2 separate regions of the Macaca mulatta genome follow, and region 2 is linked to region 1. Evidence: chromatin contacts called from public Hi-C data. All regions are on one chromosome and are shown on one strand. Each heading gives the region's core, a stretch centred on a gene start, on an enhancer-like site or on the middle of the called end of the contact. The rest is flanking DNA. Distances are from core to core; before and after follow the strand shown. Region 1 holds the start of SMIM45 (small integral membrane protein 45). Region 2 holds the start of LOC712231.

The links. A called contact is a pair of places that touch in the nucleus more often than the background predicts.
Region 2: a Hi-C map of fetal cortical plate shows a contact between it and region 1, with 3 times the contacts expected there. The contact joins the promoter of LOC712231 here to the promoter of SMIM45 in region 1. A contact is called at or near these places in 5 of 14 Hi-C or Micro-C datasets (blood, cortical neurons, fetal cortex germinal zone and 2 more).

What each region holds. Positions count from the first base shown.
Region 1 is chr10:9,550,946-9,556,481 of T2T-MMU8v2.0, reverse strand. SMIM45 (small integral membrane protein 45) reads left to right here and starts at 2,884. Exons shown (of 2, transcript XM_077949549.1): 1 at 2,884-3,744. CENPM (centromere protein M) reads right to left here and starts at 3,075. Exons shown (of 6, transcript NM_001194334.2): 1 at 2,956-3,075; 2 at 2,354-2,433; 3 at 1,850-1,942; 4 at 521-600. The coding sequence starts at 3,012.
Region 2 is chr10:9,820,151-9,825,686 of T2T-MMU8v2.0, reverse strand. LOC712231 reads left to right here and starts at 2,967. Exons shown (of 3, transcript XM_015150470.3): 1 at 2,967-4,544. The coding sequence starts at 4,329. It overlaps SNU13 (small nuclear ribonucleoprotein 13), which reads right to left and starts at 2,872. Exons shown (of 4, transcript XM_015150469.3): 1 at 2,787-2,872. LOC144331642 (a long non-coding RNA gene) reads left to right here. Exons shown (of 2, transcript XR_013398984.1): 2 at 1,157-2,872. It overlaps LOC144331638 (a long non-coding RNA gene), which reads right to left and starts at 2,398. Exons shown (of 4, transcript XR_013398978.1): 1 at 1,099-2,398; 2 at 521-770.

The sequences.
Region 1 (5,536 bases), core at 1,635-4,134:
AAGTCTCAGGAACAGCAGCTGACCCAGAGAAGGAGAGTAACCGGAGATGAGACCAGCCCAGAAGGCAGACGCCAAACTGCAAAGTGCTTTGTGTCTTTAGAGTTTGGATTTTACTGAAAGCCACAGGCAACCACTAGGCAACTCCAAGCAACAGCAGAGTTATCTGCTCAGATTCACTCTTACGCTGACAACAGGTCAGATTCCAAAGTATGTGTATATGTGTTCTTTCGGTTTTTAAATTTAACTTTTAAGTTCCGGGGTACATGTGCAGATTTGTTATGTAGGTAAACTTGTGTCATCGGGTTTGTTGTACAGATTGTCACCCAGGTATTAAGCCTAGTACCCATTAGTTATTTTTCCTGATCTTCTCCTTTCTCCTGCCCTCCATCCTCTGATAGGCCCCAGTGTGTGTAAAATACATGTTCTTTCCATCACCCAGGGTGCCTCAGCGAGAAGCCTATCCCCGCCCCAGCTTTCCCTTGGCTGGGGGTGGGTGGTAACAGGCGAAGGACGTACTTACCACCTGTGGCAAGGAAACACACCTTCCCCAAGAAGAAGCTGGCATCCACATGGCGCAGGGACTCCTCGGTGTTCTGGAGGCTGGGGTGGCCAGGCCAGAGTGAGAGAACACACCAGAGAACAAAACTTTACAACAGAGAAGGCAGAAGCCCTTGCTTCTCTGATCCTAGAGGCCAGAGAATGACAAGAGGGTGACATTCTCTGGAGAAATACTTTGTCCTTTTTTTGGGGGGGGGATGGAGTTTCACTGTCACCCAGGCTGGAATGCAGTAGTGCGATCTTGGCTCACTGCAATGTCCACCTCCTAGGTTCAAGTGATTCTCCTGCCTCAGCCTCCTGAGTAGCTGGGATTACAGGTGCATGCCACCACGCTCAGCTAGTTTTTGTATTTTTAGTAGAGACACGGTTTGCCATGTTGGCCAGGCTAGTCTCAAACTCCTGACCTCAAGCGATCCACCGGTCTCGGTCTCCCAAAGTGGCATGAGCCACCATGCCCCATTATGTCCTTTAATGTTTTTTAAAAATAATTTCAACTTTTATTTTAGATTCAGGGGGTACATGTACAGGTTTATTACATGGGTATACCATGTGATGCTGAGGCTTGGGGTACAAATGATCCCATCACCCAGGTACTGAGCATAGGACCTAATAGTTTTTCAATCGTTGCCCCCTCCCTCCTTCCCTGCTCTAGTAGTCCCCAATGTCTATTGTTGCCATCTCTGTGTCCATGAGGACCCCATGTTTAGCCCCCACTTACAAGTGAGAACATGTAGTACTTGATTTTCTGCTCCTGTGTTAATTCACTTAGCATAATGGCCTCCAGCTGCATCCAGGTTGCTGCAAAGGTTATGCTTTCGTTCTTTATTATAGGTGGACTTTAATTTTTTTTTGAGACAGAGTCTCGCTTTGTTGCCCAGGCTGGAGTGCAGTGGCCCGATCTCGGCTCACTGCAACCTCCACCTCCTGGGTTCAAGCAATTCTGCCTCAGCCTCCCGAGTAGCTGAGACTACAGGCGCAAGCCACCACGCCCGGCTAATGTTTTGCATTTTAGTAGAGACGGGGTTTCACCGTGTTGCCCTGGCTGGTCTCAGGCAATCTGCCCACCTCGGCCTCCCAAAGTGCTGAGATTACAGGTGTGAGCCACTGTGCCTGGCCGTTGTCTTTTAAACACTGTGCACTGGCCACTGCCTCCTCTTTCCTCACCCTATAGGATTGACCTCAGACAGCCTCTCCCATCCTCACCACTTCCATCACAAGTTAGGTCACTCTCCCAGCACACTTCTGAGCCAGGCCTGCCTAAGCCCTGACTGCCCCTTCCTCTGGCTCTCACCTGTATTTGCTGTGAAGATTAACCACAAACACGATCAGGTCAATTCGTGGCCGATTCACACTGGAGGGCAAAGGGAGGGACTTTGCCAAGTGGCTGAAAAACAGGAAATTGCAGGACTCAAGATAAGCGTACCGCCTTCACAGCGACCGTTTAAATGGTGCCCTTCATGGGGAAAGAGGCCGTCAAGGGTTCCCCACCTCATCCTAGCCACCCGAGGCTCTTGCGGCCACAACTCCTTGGGCCAGCACAGAGGCAGGACTCGGCCGGTCCTATTCACATTACTCCTGTCTGATTCCCTCTGCCAGAAAGGGCCTCTGTTTAGTCACCACCTCGGCAAGGGGAGGTTGGGATATAAGACGGCATGGGCCTAGCCAGCTACGCTGCATGCTGGGAGAAGGACCAGCCTCAGAGGAGGGGGCGCTGGGCTTCGGGGTTTAGCAGCTAGGACTGAATCCCTCTGGAGTGAGAGACACGTGGGCCCAGGCCACAGCCGCGGCTACTTACACCTTCAGCTCGGAGGCGCAGTCCTCCTTGAGCATCGAGTCCGCCAGCTGCTGCAGAAGAGCATCCTCCGTGCCTACCAGCTGCGCAGGGAGAGAGAGCGGACCGTCGAGCCAGAGGCACAGCAACCCCTGGGGAGGGCCTGGCCCTTCGACCCACTCCCGGGGAGATCGGGCCGCCGCCAGCAGGCGGCTCCGAGGACATTTCCCGAGAAGTGGACCCCGCGATGCGGCACAGGCTGGGGTCCTGAGGTTTGGACCCGCTGCAGGCCTGTGGGCACCGCACTCTCTACTACCCGATCCTCGTTTAGACCGCCGGCCTCTCCAGGAAGCCAGACCCCCAGACGCGGAAAAACCAAATCCAGGCGCGGGAACCCGCTAATCAGAAGATGGGAAGGGCCCGCCGAGCACCTATTGGTGAGTGCGTCTCTCAACCTTAGAGAGCGGCTACTCCGATTGGTTCAAAGCGTGGCTCTCCGCCTTTTCCCCGTCCCGCTACGGTAGCGCTCACTGGCTCGGCGCCTTAGGGAGCTCAGTTGACCTAGTGGCTGAAGCGCCGCCCAGGAGGTAAAGGCCGGCGGGGGAAGCGGGGCCGCCGGCACCTACCAAGATGGTGGCCGTGTTCAGGCTGGGCAGTTTGTCCAGCGGCCTCAACACCGACATCACAGCCTCAAGGCCGACCGCCGCTCCTGCTGTGCGCGCCGATCTTTCAAACCGCCCTGAGTCCCGCCCCTAGAGCGCGGCCTGGGGGCACGTACCTCCTTATAGGCGGGGCTTCGCGGGACGGGACTGGGCCTCTTAAAGGAACCGAACGTTTATCTCCTTTTCTGAGGGGCATTCCAGCACCACCCGCGGAACACGTGGTGGACAGGCCTTTTGTTCCATGCTCCACAGTAAGCAGATTTGTAGTGATTTCTTTGTACACTTTCGTTCATTCATGCTCATACACAGTACTTTTTTTTTTTTTTTGAGACGGAGTCTCGCTCTGGGGCCCAGACAGGAGTGCAATGTGCGCGATTTCTGTTCACTACAACCTCTGCCTCCTGAGTTTAAGCGATTCTCCTGCCTCAGCCTCCAGAGGAGCTGGGATTACAGGCGTGCGTCACCACGCCTGATTTATTTTTGTATTTTTAGTAAAGATGGGATTTCCCCAGCTTGCCCAGGCTAGTCTCAAACTCCTGGCCTCAAGTGATCCTCGTGCCTCGGCCTCCTGAAGTGCTGAGATTACAGACGTGAGCCACCGTGCCTGGCCTTTTTTTTTTTTTTTTTTGAGTTGGAGTGTCACTCTGTTGCCCATGCTGGAGTATAGTGACATGATCATAGCTCACTACAGCTTCAAACTCCTGGGCTCAAGTAATCTTCCTGGCTTAGCCTCCTGAGTAGCTGGAACTACAGGCAAGTGCCACCAAGCGGATCTGGCCATGTTGCCCGGGCGGCTCTTAAACTACTGGCCTCAAGCAGTCCTGCTTCAGCCTCCTGAATAGCTGGGACTACCGATGCACATCAGCAGGCCCTGCCAATTTACTGCTTTTATAGCGAGTGGTGAGCATGCTGTTCTTTGTCGGGTGGGAGACTTTAGCTCATCTTTCAAGGTTCCTTGCTGCAAACGCAGCCTGGGTACAGAGCTGTCGGGGTCTTGCTTTCTTGGCATACCCAGCAAGAACATGCAGGGACGCCCAGGGCCCATTGCGAACTGGTTCTCCCAACAGTTATATAGTAACTTGTTAATTGTCTCTCCATCTAAAATGTAAGAAACAAGCAGTTAGAGACTTTGTCACTTTGTATGTCCAGCACTCTAAAAGTGCCTGGTATGTCATAGTTAATAAATATTTGTTGAGTGAATGGATGGATTACATTCATCCATTCATTCTCAGCAGTCATTTATTCATCATTTCCTATGCCCAGACGCAATGCCCGGCCCTGGGAAGACAGTTGAATCAGACATTATTCATTAACTTAGTGTGATGAGGATGGGATAGACAATGATGACAGTGTGCTCATTGTTGTAATATCTGGGAGAGCAGAGACACTGTCTAGCCTAAATCCTTCAAACTGCAGACTAAACTAACTATGTCTTGCTTGGAAAGATCAGGAAGTAAATGGCCCCGTAGAACCCTTGCCCTCAGCACAGATAGGGCTTTGATTCCTCATGGCATGGGATGTGGAGAGGACTTCCTGAAAATCAAGTAGTAGTAGGCACTATGACAAGAAAATAAAGCAAGCTGAACACCGTGGCTCACGCTTGTAACCCAGCACTTTGGGAGACTGAGGCGGGTGAATCACTTGAGTCTGGGAGTTTGAGGCCAGCCTAGGCAATATAGTGAGACCTCATCTCTGCAAAAAAAAATTTTAAATTAGCTGAGCAGGCTGGGCACGGTGGTTCACGCCTGTAATCCTAGCATTTTGGGAGGCTGAGGCAGGCGGATCACCTGACATCAGGAGTTCGAGACCAGCCTGACCAGCATGGAGAAACCCCGTCTGTACTACTAAAAATACAAAATTAGCGGGACGTGGTGGTGCATGCCTGTAATCCCAGCTACCTGGGAGGCTGTGGCAGGAGAATCGCTTGAACTCGGGAGGCAGAAGTTGCAGTGAGCTGAGATTGCACCATTGCACTCCAGCCTGGGCAACAAGAGTGAAACTCCATCTCAAAAATAATAATAATAGGCCGGGCGCGGTGGCTCACACCTGTAATTCCAGCACTTTGGGAGGCTGAGGCAGGCAGATCACAAGGTCAGGAGACTGAGACCATCCTGGCCAACATGGTGAAACCCTGTGTCTACTAAAAATACAAAAATTAACTGGGTGCGGTGGCTCATGCCTGTAATCCCAGCACTTTGGGAGGCCAAGGTGGGCAGATCACGAGGTCAGGAGTTCAAGATCAGCCTGGCCAACATGGTGAAACCCCATCTCTACTAAAAATACAAAAATTAGCTGGGCATGGTGGCACGTCCCTGTAATCCCAGCTACTTGGGAGGCTGAGGCAGGAGAATCGCTTGAACCCAGGAGGCGGAGGTTGCGGTAAGCCAAGACCGCGCTACTGCCCTCCAGCCTGGCCGCAGAGCGAGACTCTGTCTCAAAACAAAACAAAACAACAAAAAAGCAAAAATTAGCTGGGCGTGGAGGTGTGTGCCTGTAATCCTAGCTACTCGGAGGCTGAGGCAGGAAAATCGCTTGAACCAGGGAG
Region 2 (5,536 bases), core at 1,718-4,217, 270 kb before region 1:
TGGCACAATCTCAGCTCACCACAAGTTCCGCCTCCCGGGTTCAAGAGATTCTCCTGCCTCAGCGTCCCGAGTAGCTGGGATTACAGGCATGCGCCACCATGCCAGGCTAAATTTTGTATTATTAGTATAGAGACAGGGTTTTGCCGTGTTGGCCAGGCTGGTCTACAACTCCTGACCTTGTGATTCGCCCGCCTCGGCCTCCCAAAGTGCTGAGATTACAGGCGTGAGCCACCGCACCCGGCCAACACCTGGCTAATTAAAAAAAAAATTGTTTAGGTTGAGTACGGTGGCTCACGCCTGTAATCCCAGCTCTTTGGGAGGCCGAGGCAGGCAGATTACTTGAGGTCAGGAGTTTGAGACCAGCCTGACCAACACAGCAAAACCCTGTCTCTATTAAAAAACAAAAACAAAAAATAGCTGGGCGTGGTGGTGCGTGCCTGTAATCCCAGCTACTTGGGAGGCTGAGACAGGAGAATCGCTTGAACCCGGGAGACAGAGGTTTCAGTGAGTCGAGATCCACCTGCCTCGGCCTCCCAAAGTGCTGGGATTAAAGGTGTGAGCCACCACATCCGGCCATACAAATATGTTTTATTTGATACTACAGTAGGGATTTTATTTTTTTTTTGGGACAGAGTCTTGCTTTGTCACCCAGGCTGTAGTGCAGTGGCACGATGTCAGCTCACTGCAACCACGGCCTCCCCGGATATAGTGATTCTTCTGCCTCAGCCTCCTAAGTAGCTGGGATTACAGGTATGCACCGCCATGCCCGCCTAATTTTTGTATTTTTAGTAGAGATGGGGTTTCACCATGTTGGTCATGCTGGTCTTGAACTCTTGACCTCATGATCCGCCCACCTCGGCCTCCCAAAGTGCTGGGATTACAGGTGTGAGCCACCGTACCCGGCTGGAAATTTTGGTTAATAATTTATCACCTTTTATTTTATTTATTTATATTTTTTGAGACGGAGTCTCACACTGTCACCCGGGCTGAAGTGCAGTGGCGCGATCTTGGCTCACTGCAACCTCTGCCTCCCAGGTTCAAGCGATTCTCCTTGCCTCAGCCTCCCAAAGAGCTGGGATTACAGGTGCCCGCCACCACGCCTGGCTAATTTTTTTGTATTTTTAGTAGACAGGGTTTCACTATGTTGGCCAGGCAGGTCTTGAACTCCTGACCCCATAATCCACCCGCCTTGGCCTCCCAAAGTGCTGGGATTACAGGCATGAGGCACCGTGCCTGGCCCTGTCCCACATTTTAAAATAGATATACTTAAAAATATTATGTGGAACCCCCAAAGTACATACAACTATGATATGTCAATTTAAAAAAACTTTTAAAATTGCTGTTGTTTCCAACAACCCATTCTCTGGAAATCAGGATCCTCAACTCTCAATAAATATCAAATTCATAAGAGGAAAACTTCAGGAATCTGAACAGCCATCAAATACCTAAATGTTTCACTATTAGTAAACAAAAAGTTAAACTCAATTTTAAAACCAAACTACCTAGCTTATAAACACTAATTGAAACTTGCTTAGGGTGTATTTATTCGCCTTTCAATTTCTTCAGAGGTTAAATAAATTAATGAATGATAGCATACCACCAGCCAACCTAAATCCGTACCTAGCGTGATCAGTTTGGTTTCCCTGTACACCAGACAGCCAAAACTTGCAAGGTTTTGATTGGACAACAAATACTGCGTGCTCACTCTGTGCCAAGCATGAGGACTAGATGTTTAACATGCTTTATTTCATCTGATCCTCACAACATCCTGATGCACTGTCATTCCCATTTTACAGTTGAGGAAAACTGCAAAGTTCAACCTGAGACCATCCGATTCCAAAACGTTTCAGGGAACTGCATAAAAGCGAGCACTGAGTTTGAAAGCTTCGAGTTCTAGGCTCAGCCACGCACTAAGCTTCAAAATGCATGGGAGGAGGTTTGGGGGGAGTGCTACCGCCGGGATCCAAGCTCCGCTGGAAGGATTAACTATAAACGTTACAGTGCTTTGCAAATTCTTCCCTCCTCACCAAGTGCCAACCAAAACGACTACGCCAGGACACACGTTTTAGAACTTTCCCTAGATATTTAAAAGTCAGAGACGACCAAGAATTCAGAGACGCCGCACGTGGTGCTACCAGACTTCTGGGTTTTGAAGCCACCACCTTGCGGGAGAAGCCCTTCCTGCGCTCCAGGCCGTGAGTCGCGCTCACTTCATGTTCCCCACAGCCCCCAATTGCCAAAGTCTCCTCTAGGTCCCTGGCGCGTGTGACTCGCGGCGAGCACTAGGCGCACACCCACAGGAGATCTCCTGGACCCCAGCAACGGGGGTGGGGTGAGGTAGGGTGGGTAGGAGAGGTTGATCCGAATCCCAGGGTCCCACGCCATCGTAGATTTCGTACTTAAAGAAACAAGGGGAAAAAAAAGTTGGAGCCAAATTTTCTTCACCCAACTTTTTGCCCTCTCCCACGTGGGTTGGTCTCTTTCTCCCGCTAGGCCATGCCCCCTCCGCTCGCCGCAGACCTTCTGCCACGCAAACAGATCGTGCGGCAAAGCACCACAGCAGCGGGGATCCCTGAGGTTTCCTGAGTTCTAACCTCGAGTTCTAACCTCGGGCCAGGCTGTTGGGAACCCGCGGCTGCTGGAGTTCTAACTCAGGGCCCGGCGGTTAAGACCCAGCGCCGGCGGATGAGACGGCGCAGGGTCTAAGCCTTCATCTAACAGGCCAGGGAGTGAACGCAACCCCGAGTCTCCTGCTTCCCGGTCCCTTGGCCGGCGCACGCACTCACCATGGCTGCTGTTCCGCGGGCTCGGCACTTCTAGGAGAGCGCAGCCGACTTCTGAGCAGCGTTCGCCTCCACCGGAAAAACTCACTGAAGCAGCAGCGGAAACGGCCCCGCGCGGCAGGAAGCAAAGATGACGCTACGCAAGCGAGCTAGCGGGCCCCGCCCCCTACGGGGCACTGGCGCGGAAACTGGCTCTGTGTTGATGAAGGAACGTACTTTGGCGTTCTTATGAGCTGTCCAGTACAAATTATTGGCAGAAACAATGAATTAAAGATTCAAAAAATAACCCACCAGTCGGTCGCAGTGGCTTATGCCTGTAATCCTAGCACTTTGGGAGGCCGAGGCGGGCGGATCACTTGAGGACAGGAGTTCAAGACCAGCCTGGCCAACATGGCGAAACCCCGTCTCTACTAAAAATACAAAAATTAGCCAGGCGTGGTGGCGGGCGCCTGCAAACTCAGCTACTTGGGAGGCTGAAGCAGGAGAATCGCTTGAACCCCGGAGGTGGAGGCTGCAGTGAGCTGAGATCGTGCCACTGCACTCCAGCACTCCTGCTGGGGCAACAGAGCAAGACTCAAAGACCAAAAAAACAAAACAAAACAAAACAAAACAAAACAAGGCCGGGCGCGGTGGCTCACGCTTGTGATCCCAGCACTTTGGGAAGCTGAGGCGAGCGGATCACCTGAGGTTGAGAGTTCGAGACCAGCCTGACCAACACGGAGAAACCCCTGTCTCTACTAAAAATATAAAATTAGCCGAGGGTGGTGGCGCATGCCTGTAATCCCAGCTACTCGGCAGATTGAGGCGGGAGAATCGCTTGAACCTGGGAGGCGGAAGTTGCAGTGAGCAGAGATTGCGCCATTGCACTCCAGCCTGGGCAACAAGAGCAAAACTCGGTCTGAAAAAAAAAAAAATTCAGCCACTAAACGGTTAAGTCCTGGCTCATTATGATTGGCTGACGTCCCTGCCTGCTCAGATATTTATTTTGAATAGAACCTTTGGGTAAAAGAGTCTTCAGGGTAGCATTTATTTTCCCACCAACACTGATCCTAAGATGGGAAAAGTAATTACCCCATGGGAAATCAGGATACTGCAAGCAACGAGAAAGGGATGCTGAGTGGTTAAACAATAATACCTGTATTCAATACAGTGTTTATTAAATGTTTGATAATAGATAGAAGGACAGGCAGATCCAAGTATCTCATAGGAAGAAAGAAATCAAGCAGACTGCAGGTTATATAACCCCATCACACATTCAGGGAACTTAATCTCTTCATTCCAGAGGATGGGGTTGTTTAAAACAAGTTCTTCCTCTTAATTACTTTTGAGCAATTCCCCAATACTGTCCTTACCTGCACCAAGAGCATGCTAGCCAGCCCTGGCACCAGGGTCAGAGTTGAGGATGGGGCATCAGCCCGCTTTGTGAGGTGGCCTCAGTGACAGGGGTGCTATGATGTGGCAGCTATCCTACTGCAGCTGGCTGCATCAGATGTGCCAGGTCTGCCCCCTAGCTCCCAACACCATCTGCCTGGTCTAAACTTTGCCATGTTGTTGTCACTGTTGGGTGCCTGTGCCGTGGTGGGGCCATTCCATGGCCCTGAGTGGGAGCCAGTGCAGGGCCTGCTTTCCCAGGATCACAGCTGCAGGGACCCTCAGTGCTGTGGCAACCTGCTTGTCCTCTGCCTCTTTCTGGTCTGGCAGGTCCGGCACTATTGGCACCAGGTCACCAGGACCCGCTTCAGCACAAGGAATGTCATCAAGGTGAGTGGGCCCCATACACTTTCACCCTCCTTCCCTCAGCACCATGATTGTCTCTGTCACTTGTTACAAGGACCTTGTTTTATGGCTGGTGTACCAGAAATGAATCACAGGGAAACTCAGGCTGCTCGGGGAGAGCATCGGCCAAGCCCCAAACCCAGGAGTCACCCTGAGCTCCTCTCTTTCCCTCACTCCACACATTCAATCCATCTGCAAGTCCCAGGGGCTATACTTGCAAATTGTATCTCAAATCTGATCACTTCTCCCAACCACACCACACCTTCCTGGGCAGAGACACCATCATGTCTCACTTGGACCATAGCAACAGCCTTCTGCCCGGTTCTTACTGCTTCTCTTATGCAACAACAGCCTATCCTCCATATAGTCACCAGAATGGACTTCTCCTTTCTCTCTCTCTCTTTTTTTTTTCTGAGACAGAGTCTCACACTGTTGCCTGGGCTGGTGTGCAGTGGTGTGATCTTGGTTCGCTGCAACCTCTGCCTTCCTGGTTCAAGTGATTCTCCTGCCTCAGCCTCCCGAGTACCTAGGATTACAGGCACCTGCCACCACACCCAGTTAATTTTTTTTTTTTTTGTATTTTTAGTAGAGACAGGGTTTAACTATGTTGGCCAAGCTGGTCTCAAGCTCCTGACCTCGTGATCTGCCCGCCTCAGCCTCCCAAAGTGCTGGGATTACAGGCATGAGCCACTGCGCCTGGCCTCTTTTTTCTCTCTTAAAAAAAAAAAAAAAATTGGCGCAAGGATAATACACACACACAAATTACAAGTATGTAGATCGTAAATTTTCACAAATTGAATACATCAGTTTGTAGCATGCAGATTAAGAAACAAATAATTACCAGCAGCCCAGAAGTTTGCAGTCACAACTCTGCGGATTTCCTTTTCTTCTTCTTTTTTTTTTTTTTTGAGATGGAGTTTTGCTCTTGTTGCCCAGGCTGGAGAACAATGGTGCAATCTCGGCCTACCTCAACCTCC